Regions from separate parts of the Rattus norvegicus genome. Here region 2 is linked to region 1. Evidence: chromatin contacts called from public Hi-C data. All regions are on one chromosome and are shown on one strand. The core of a region is the stretch at or near the end of the contact, and the rest is flanking DNA. Distances in the headings are between cores, read along the strand shown. Region 1 overlaps Hck (HCK proto-oncogene, Src family tyrosine kinase). Region 2 overlaps Asxl1 (ASXL transcriptional regulator 1).

What was found. A called contact is a pair of places that touch in the nucleus more often than the background predicts.
Region 2: a contact with region 1 is called in a Hi-C map of Schwann cells, with 6 times the contacts expected there. The contact joins two enhancer-like sites. A contact is called at or near these places in 8 of 12 Hi-C or Micro-C datasets (the A7r5 cell line, the Rat2 cell line, Schwann cells and 5 more).

Annotation. Positions count from the first base shown.
Region 1 is chr3:162,070,186-162,074,853 of GRCr8, forward strand. Hck (HCK proto-oncogene, Src family tyrosine kinase) reads left to right here. Exons shown (of 13, transcript NM_013185.3): 12 at 2,540-2,671; 13 at 4,262-4,668. The coding sequence ends at 4,464. Among named protein-coding and RNA genes, the nearest start is that of Tm9sf4, 15 kb to the right of the region's middle. Within about 2 kb of position 1,761, at least 10 of the 93 cell types and tissues checked have an H3K27ac peak or open chromatin away from gene starts, as enhancers often do. A contact at or near this core is called in Schwann cells, where this site is marked.
Region 2 is chr3:162,336,209-162,341,107 of GRCr8, forward strand. It overlaps Asxl1 (ASXL transcriptional regulator 1), which reads left to right. Exons shown (of 13, transcript NM_001427647.1): 13 at 757-4,899. The coding sequence ends at 3,630. Among named protein-coding and RNA genes, the nearest start is that of Asxl1, 65 kb to the left of the region's middle. Within about 2 kb of position 3,448, at least 16 of the 93 cell types and tissues checked have an H3K27ac peak or open chromatin away from gene starts, as enhancers often do. A contact at or near this core is called in Schwann cells, where this site is marked.

The DNA.
Region 1 (4,668 bases), core at 511-3,010:
CTCCTGAAAGGAGAGGAGAGACTGGAGAGATGGCCCCGTGGTTGAGAGCACTTGCTGCTTTCGCAGAGGCCCTGGGTCCTGTCACCCACATGGTGGCTCCCAATCATCTAACCCCGGGTTCATGGGATCCCACACCCTCGTTTGGATGCTACAGGAACGAGACATACATGTGGTGCACATACATACATGCAGGAAAACACCCCTACACATAAAATAAGCCATTTAAAAATACCCATTTGTAAAAAGAGAAGGATTTAAATTTAAAAAAAAAAAGAGAGAAGGAGCGGGAAATTGGCTGAGCAAAAGCACCGGCTGCCGAGCTCAAGGACCCAGGGTGCACACAGAGAGGAAGGAGAGAACTGACTCCTGCTAGTGGCGTCCTCAAACCCTGAGGAAAACTGACCCTCCCACCCCCAGCAGCCACAACTGCTAACAGCTGCTCAGCTAGTGGTGGGATTTCAGAGGCCGACGTCTCACCTCTGCTGGAACTTTGTCCAGCTCCTTCTTGTGCTGGTCTTGTGCAGGCAGACATAGCTGCTTCAAGGTCTTGTATGCTATGACCCTGTCATCCAAGAAATCCTGTTTTACAGCAATCCTCCACTGTCTATGGCTTTAGAGTCTTTCTACTGCCCCCTCCTGTGATCTCTGAGCCTGGGAAGGGGGGGGGGTTGTGATATCAATGTTCCCTTTGGGGCTGAGAGTCGTCAATACCTAATCACTTACTCAGCCATACTGAATTCCAAAGAACATGCACATGGCCTCTTAATTCGCAATGGCTCGGTATATGGTTTTATAAATAGTTTTATGGGACACCTAAAAGCACAAGTGTTTTCATCACACGAAGGGGTGAGGCGCTGGGGCCTGCAGTGGGGCTTTAACCATCTTCTGTCTCAGCCACATGGAAAGTGAATTAGGGAAGAACACAGCCGACCTAGACGGTGTGTCATCATCGCTGCCCAGGACTTGAAAAGATAGGGGACGCTAATTCAGATTAGCATCGTGTGACAGGGGCCTTAAGTGCACAGGGGAAAGGCCTCAGTTGCTGGTGGCAGCAGTGACCCTGGCATCCAACCCTAAGTGGAGGCACCAGAGTCAACGTGGCAGTTTGGACTGCAGCAAGAGTCCAGGGTCAAGTGTCCTCAGTTCCATCCCTAGGACTTGGTCTTCCCCTGATGCTGCTACTTCTGTGATGAAGCCAGTCAGGTTTATGTCCAGCTCTGAAAAGCTCCCAGGCTTATGGCTGTTTAGGGTGATGTGTGCCTATGGACATCAAACCATCGGAGATGGCGGTCTAGCCTCAGCCTATAGGACCATGCTAGCCATGAAACCAAATGTCCTGCTGGAGTCTTTGAAATGGAACTGCTTGCAGCCTTCTAGCTCCTTTCCCCCTACAGCCCTGCAGTTTGGCAAGTGCTGGTCCTGCCCCTCAGCACTCAGTTTCCTGCCGGCCATGATAGGCCATGGACACCAGGTGGCAGCAGAGAGCTGTTGAGAGCCCCGTCATTTATCGCCAACATTGTGATTTTCAACGATTTGATGATGCAGAAATAGTTGCATTGAGAAGAAATGATGCAAAGGTGGCCTCGCGGTACAAGCCTCCAGTCTGGATACTAGGGAAGCGGATGCAGAAGGATCAGGAATTCAGGGCCATTCTCTGTAGGCTATGTAGTGAATTGAGTTCAGCCTAGGCTGTGGGAGAGCCTGTCTCATAAAAATGAGTGAGTGAATGAGTGAATGAATGAATATGTTTTCCCTTTGGATTTTGATCTCTTTCCAAGCCTAGTGGTATGCTGTCCTCTCTCATGAGGCTGAATCAGAGCAGTGAGCTACAGCTCTGATTTAGCCAAGAGAAACAAAAAAGAAGCCATGGTATGCAGTTGCTGAACCACAATGTTCAGTAACTAAATGTTCGAGGCATCTTTCACTTCTGGCTTTTGCCTAACAGTGGGTGTATCGTAATCCTGAATCAAAGGGCAATTATACATCCTGTAGACCATGTTCGCCAATTATACTGTAATTAAGACAAATACCCACAAACTGCTAATCAAATGCTAGAGGGAGGGAGGGAGGGAGGGAGGGAGGGAGGGAGGGAGGGAGGGAGGGAGGAAAGGAGAGAGGGAAGAACAGGGAAGAAACACTCAGTGACTAGGGCAAACCTCAGATAACAGCTGAAATCCTCTCTTGCACCCAGAGCTGGGGAGTGGATGGGGTGAGGTATCCACTACGATCTAGACTCAAGTCCCCTGGAGGTCCTTCGTCCCCAAAGACTTCTAGGACTCCAATTTTCAGAGTTAGTTTAACAGGCATCGTTTGAATCAAGGATGTCGCCCCAGAGTGAGCTCCCAAATTAAACCCATAGCTCCACTCCCCCTTGCTTCAGCCATCTGTCCTCAAGACAAACGTCCCCTGTTTCCATGGGATCTGGGACATCACTGTTCGTAGGGGGCAGCAGGTGCCCCTGTCCTGATTCACCCTAGCAGGGCCCCAGCCCTCACTACTCCCCAGACTCGCCCTGACTCTGCTCTGTTCAACCCTGCAGGAGCCAAGTTCCCCATCAAGTGGACAGCTCCTGAAGCCATCAACTTTGGCTCCTTCACCATCAAGTCAGATGTCTGGTCCTTTGGTATCCTGCTGATGGAAATCGTCACCTACGGCCGGATCCCTTACCCAGGTAGGAAAAGGGGCATAGCTTAGGGGTGTGTCTGGAGCCCAACCTGGCAATGGCACATCTTGTCAGCATGTCTGTTAAACTCAGCCCCACCTTTCTCAGATCAGAGTTACTGCCCTCCACTATCCCTCAGGCTTCATACAAGGGGTTTGCTGGCTGTACATATGCATACACATACATGGAGAAAAAAAACACTCATACACATAAAATCAATCAGTCATCAATTAGTTGGAGGGGCAGGCTTCAGTGCAGTGGGAATGCATGAGAGAATTTGGTCAAGATGCCATTTGGGCACCCAGGGCAGGTTGGTGGCTCATGGGCAGCTGGGATAGGTGGTGACACATGGCAGCTGGGGCAGGTGGTGGCACATGGGCAGCTGGGGCAGGTTGGTGGCACATGGGCAGCTGGGGCAGGTGGTGGCACAGACAACAGAAATAAGCTGATGGGGGGCTGGAGAGATGGCTCAGTGGTTAAGAGCACTGACTGCTCTTCCAGAGGTCCTGAGTTCAAATCCCAGCAACCACACGGTGGCTCACAACCATCTGTAATGAGATCTGATGCCCTCTTCTGGTGTGTCTGAAAACAACTACAAGTGTACTTATAGAATAAATAAAAATCTTTAAAAAAAAAAAAAAAGAAATAAGCTGATGAACTGGGCCGCATTTCAAAAGAAGCAGACAGCCAAGGATGCCGGCCTGGCAGTGAAGAAGCTGTGTAATTGGGTTGATTCACTTGAGAGGATAGATGTCCAGCTAAGATGTTTAACGGTTATTGTTTTGTTGTTTTCTCTCTTAATCAATGAACCATCTCTTCAGCTCTCCTCAGCCAAGTTAAGAAAGAACTAAGAAGTAAAGTTGGTGATCATAGGTATTTCCTGGTTGTTTTTATAGTTAACAGATGTAAACTTAGAATAAGGAAATGATCTTGTTCAGAGCAACCTTGAATCTAGCCATTTGTTTTGTGGGTACACTAGTAAAATCCAGGCAGCAGATTATACAACCTATATCCATTTAGATGCCTGAGGCTGAATTAACAGAACTAATGGATAGCCAGGCATGGTGGCCCACACCTATGGCCCTGGCAGAGGCAAAGGCAGGTGGAACTCAGTGAGTTTGAGGCCAGCTGGTCTATATAGTGAGTTCCAGAACAGACAGGGCTACATAGTAGGACCCTGTCTCAAAAATAAATAAAGACAGACAAATGGATAGGTAGATAGAATAACAGACCAAGAGATGCAGAAACAGTAGGTTGTTTAATATCCTGCTGCCTTAAGAGGTTTTAAGAGGCACCCAGGAGGCAAAGGCAGGTGAATCTCTTCCATTTGATTTTGAGGCCAGCCTGGTCTACAGATCGAGTTCCAGGACAGCCAGTGCTACACGGAGAAACCCTGTCTCAAAAAAAAAAACAAAAAACAAAAAACAAAAAACAAAAAACAAAACAAAAGAGGTCTGGCATGACTTGGTGGCTGGACAAACTTGGTAATTGGGACAGTTAGTTCCTGTATCTTTCTCACAGAGTTAGATGGTAATGGCAGCTCCATTTACCACCCTCCCCTGACACACACACACACTTAATTCTACTCCTCTTTCTCAGGTATGTCAAACCCAGAGGTGATTCGAGCACTAGAGCATGGGTACCGTATGCCTCGACCAGATAACTGCCCAGAGGAGCTCTACAGTATCATGATCCGCTGCTGGAAGAACCGTCCAGAGGAACGGCCCACTTTCGAATACATCCAGAGCGTGCTGGATGACTTCTACACGGCCACTGAGAGCCAGTATCAGCAGCAACCTTGATGGGCCGGAAGAACATGAGCACAGCCAGAAGCCCCATCAGGGCCTTGACATGCTCGACCTGCTGGGCCCACTCTCAGACGCCCCCTCCCCCACATTCCAGCTGTCGAGTGGAGGGAGAGGACTTCACAATCTCTTTTTGACTCTAGTCATCTGCAATCTGCCATTCTCAGGGCCTCCAAGTTAGTGTTTCTCATTTGCCTGGAA
Region 2 (4,899 bases), core at 2,198-4,697, 270 kb after region 1:
TAGAACCCACTTTGTAGCCCAGGCTGGCCTTGAACTCAGAGATCTGCCTGCCTTGGCCTCCTGAGCACGGGGACTAAAGGTTTGCAACGCCACCATCCAGCAAATGAGTCACTTTTTTTTGTTAAAATTATCTCAAGGTCAAAATCCTGGGGTTTTATGTTTTTATTGTTAGATTGTTTCATAACTCATAAGATCCAATTAGAAATTAAATTTGAAAGATGGGTTTGATGGCCTATCTGTATAATCCCAGCACTTGGGGCCTAAGGCAGGAGGAGGATTGCCAATGTAAAGCCTTGTATCAGTGACTAAAGAGCTTGCTGCTAAATCTAATGGGGACTTTCTTGATGGATTGAGAGAATGGACTCCCACAAGTTGGCCTAAGACATGCACATGTGTGTTGTGGCATGTGTGCATTCAGGTATACGATGAATGAATGATTCTAAAAACGAAATCTTAAAAAGTGGGGAGACTTTTCATGTAGCATAAAATGACTCTTGATACCATGGGTAGCCATTTTACTGTAATTGTTAAGAAAATGAGTTTTCTAGGCTATTACCTCTAAGATGACTTATATTTCAGTTTTGCTTTGTAGTTCCTAGGTCGGGTCACCCTGTTAAAAAAAAATTTTTTTTTTCTATTCTTTTTTTCGGAGCTGGGGACCGAACCCAGGGTCTTGCGCTTGCTAGGCAAGCGCTCTACCACTGAGCCAAATCCCCAACCCCCCTGTTAAAATTTTTATTTATGCTTTTCTTGTAGATTCAACTTTCACGTATCAAACCACCCTGGGTGGCTAAAGGTCGGCCCACTTACCAGATATGCCCCCGGATCGTCCCCATCACGGAGTCTTCCTGCCGGGGTTGGACTGGTGCCAGGACCCTCGCAGACATTAAAGCCCGTGCTTTGCAGGCCCGAGGGGCGAGAGGCTACCACTGCAATCGAGAGGCGGCTGCCACTGCCATCGGAGGGGGGGGTGGCCCGGGTGGAGGTGGCAGTGGGGCCATCGATGAGGGAGGTGGCAGAGACGGCAGCAGTGGTGATGGTAGTGAGGCCTGTGGCCACTCTGAGCCCAGGGGAGCCTCAAGCAACCCTGGAGAGAGTGCGTCAGATCTACAGCGAACACAACTACTGCCGTCTTGTCCTCTGAATGGAGAGCACACTCAGGCTGATGCCGCCATGGTCAGAGCCAAAGGAGAGGACTCTGCTTCTCTCAGAAAGGAAGAGAACGGCCTGTTGACGAGGGCCCCGGGTGTGCTTACAAGTGGACTGGAAGATGCCTCCCAACCCCCTGTTGCTCCCACTGGAGACCAGCCCTGTCAGGCTTTGCCCCCTTTGTCCTCCCAAACTCCAGTGGCTGAGATGTTAGCAGAGCAGGCTAAGTTGCTTCCAGATGATAGGACTGAGTGTGAGCCTCGTACTCCTTCCTGGGAGAAGGGTGGTGAAGACCAAGGACCCACCGTTCCCTCAGAGGGTAGTTCTGGACAGTCTCCATTGGGAGATATACTAGGAGGAGGAAATGACCAGATCTTTGATAATATGAAGGAGCCTGTAAATATGACACCTGCTTTTATATCTGAATTGTCATTGGCTAACTCCCTACAGGATAGACCTTCTGATGATGAATTAGGAGTTGGTGCCACAGGCCCCCACATAAGGGAGAGTAGACAAGAAACTTTGAAAACTGAGGCTTTTGTATCTGGTAGTCCTGGCTCCTGGGTACCCATTCTGTCAAATTATGAGGTAATAAAAGAATCTTATCCAGAAGCCAGAGAAAATGCACCATGTCTGGAACCCCAGGATGGAAAAGGGTGGGAGAGAACTGTTCCCCTTGTGGCTGCCATGCCTGGGGGGCATGCAGAAGTTTTGCCCTACCATGAGAGCTGTGCTTCACACTGGACTGCACCTCCTCCAGGAGTCCTGGGCAGCACTTGCAGTGACAGTCAGCAGGTAGACCTTGAAAGACTGGAAATGAACGGCATCTCTGACATACTGAGTCCTCACAACGAATCCACAGATACAGCCTCTGACTCTGAAGGCCACTTTTCTGAGGACAGCAGTGAGGTTGATGCATGTGAAATCACAGTGGTAAAAGGGTTGTTGGGTGGGAGTGAAAAACAGGACTGGGATCCATCTGCCTCACTGTCCAAGGCAAGCACTGACCTAAGTGTGCTTACAAGGACAGAAGGGGTGGCTACTCCTCAGAGCTGGGTATCTAGAGTATGTGCAGTCCCCCACAAGATCCCAGACTCCCTGCTGCTGTCCAGTACTGAGTGCCAGCCCCGGTCTGTGTGCCCACCAAAGCCTGGTTCTTCAGCGGAGGTTACAAACCCACTTGTGATGCACCTGCTGCATGGTAATTTGCCCCTGGAGAAGGTTCTTGCTCCAGGTCATAGAAGCAACCAACCTGAATCCCCACATCTGCCACTTAGAGAACAGAACCAGGATAGAGGCACTCTGCAAGGTACAGGGGGAGACAATCACCTAGTTGCCAGAAGCAACCCTGGTTCTGTACAAACATTGAAAGAGTCTATTCTGGCCCAAAGCTATGGAGCAAGTGCTGGTCTTGTCAGGGCAAAGGCCTCCAAAGCTCCTGGAATGTCCCAGAAGATTGCCAGGTTGGTTCCAAGTTCAGACTCCCAGCATCCAGTGACAGAACTGACACCTTCCTCTAGCAACCTGGAAGAAATCGATTCCAAAGAGCATCTCTCTTCCTTCCTTTGTGAAGAGCAGAAAGAAGCCCATTCCCTGTCTCAAGGCAGTGATCCGGGTGCTGCCCCAGGCCAGTTTCTAGGAGATCACACTACCTCCAAAGTGCCATGTTTCTCCTCCACAAATGTGAGCCTCTCCTTTGGTTCTGAGCAGACAGATGGGACCCTGAGTGATCAGAACGATGTTGGTGGTCGCGAGAAGAAACTGTTTGGTCCTAGGAATACAGTTGCCACCCTTCAGTACCCTAGGTCTGAAGAGCAGATACCACTACCTGCTGAGGTCCCTCCAGTGTTTCCCAGTAGGAAGATAGAACCAAGCAAAAACTCTGTGCCTGATGGTGTGCAGACTGCAAGGGAAAACAGGACGCCCAAACCACCAGCTGTCTCTGCTGGCAGCATCAAGACAGAGCAGACATTTTTGAGGGATCCCATTAAAGCAGATGCAGAGAACAGAAAAGCTGCAGGGTACAGTTCTCTGGAACTAGTGGGTCACTTGCAAGGAATGCCTTTTGTTGTGGACCTGCCTTTCTGGAAATTACCCAGAGAGCCAGGGAAAGGGTTCAGTCAGCCCCTGGAGCCGCCTTCCATCCCCTCCCAACTCAGCATCAAGCAGGCTTTGTACGGGAAGTTTTCCAAACTGCAGCTGAGTCCCAGCAGCTTTAATTACTCCTCCAGCTCGGCCGCCTTTCCCAGAGGCCTCGCTGGTGGTGTGGTGCAGCTGAGCCACAAAGCCAGCTTTGGTACAGGCCACACTGCATCACTGTCCCTACAGATGTTCACTGACAGCAGTGCAGTAGAAAGCATCTCTCTCCAGTGTGCATGCAGCCTGAAAGCCATGATCATGTGCCAAGGCTGCGGAGCGTTCTGCCACGACGACTGCATTGGACCTTCAAAGCTCTGTGTATTGTGCCTTGTGGTGAGATAATAAATTATGGCCATTGGAAACATTGTACATTTAGTGTGTGTATTTTAATAATGGTTGATCTTAAATCTGTATACAGAATATCACTGATATAATGAACTCTCACTCTAGATGAGATAAATCTTGCCTCCCCATGAAATTTATAGTGCTGAAGCCCTCTGTCACTTGGCACCCTTCTAGCCTTGCCAGAAGGGTTTTCCAGGAGAAGGGGGCACTATGGTTGCCTAAGACCATCCAGCCTAAACCCTCTTGTAGTCAGGCAGTACAGTGTGGCAGGGCAACCTGTCTGACACCCAAATGGACTTGAAATTGAAGCAGGAAGGTTGGGTTCTCCATGGATGGAACTCCCCTGCCTGCACTGAGCAGGAATGTCCGTCTTCCACTGCCCTCCCTGCCATCTGCTGCTTAGCTTGGGGAGTTGATGGTTGCAGAAGCCACACAGGGTTAAAGTAACTTCCGTCTTTATCCACCAGGGGATCAAACACCCAATGACTTAGATGTCATATTTCTGTCATTTGCCAGTTGATGGAGCCAAGTTGACCTTTGGTTCTGGTGCTTCACCCAGTTTGGAACTTTAATCTGTAACCCAGGGATCCACGGATTCTCTTGGAAGCTTGAATAGCCCTTCTTGGACAATGGGGTCTGGAAATAGGGCTGTCTGCTGTGGAAATGCCATCTGTAGACTTCAGAGTCAACTGTACAGATGTTTGCAGGGGACTCCTGCTTGCCACCCACCCGTCACATTTGATTCCGTGGGAGTGGGCACCCATGCACTTGTGTATGTGAAAGTCATTTTACATTTCCAAGCAGTCTGTTTCTTATTTTTATATTTTAACTCTATTCTTGGATGTATAAAGTGAACCTTTTCGCTTCTGTAAGTATGCTCTATGCACCTCTAACGTTTTATCCTGTATTTATATGTTGTACACAGTATTGGCCAATTCTGTAAATGGATGTATTGTACAGAGAACATGAACGTCTCTTCCTTAGTTTACGTCTTCAGCACCCTTGATTAAAATGGTGTTGTCTACTTCCGTGCACCAACTGTCAAAACCACTGAGTGCTGTGTTGCCTGATGTGAGAAGGAAGTTACTGACTTGTGACCTATGGTTGGCCCTGTGCCTTGTCACCTGTGTCACCAGGGAATCTCCTGCAGTCTGCGCGCCACAGACACCATTGATCGAACATGTCTTGTTCCTTGTATCTATTCTCTTCCAGCCTTGAGTGGCTGCGCTGCCGCCACATATGACAAATTGTCATCACCAGTGTTAA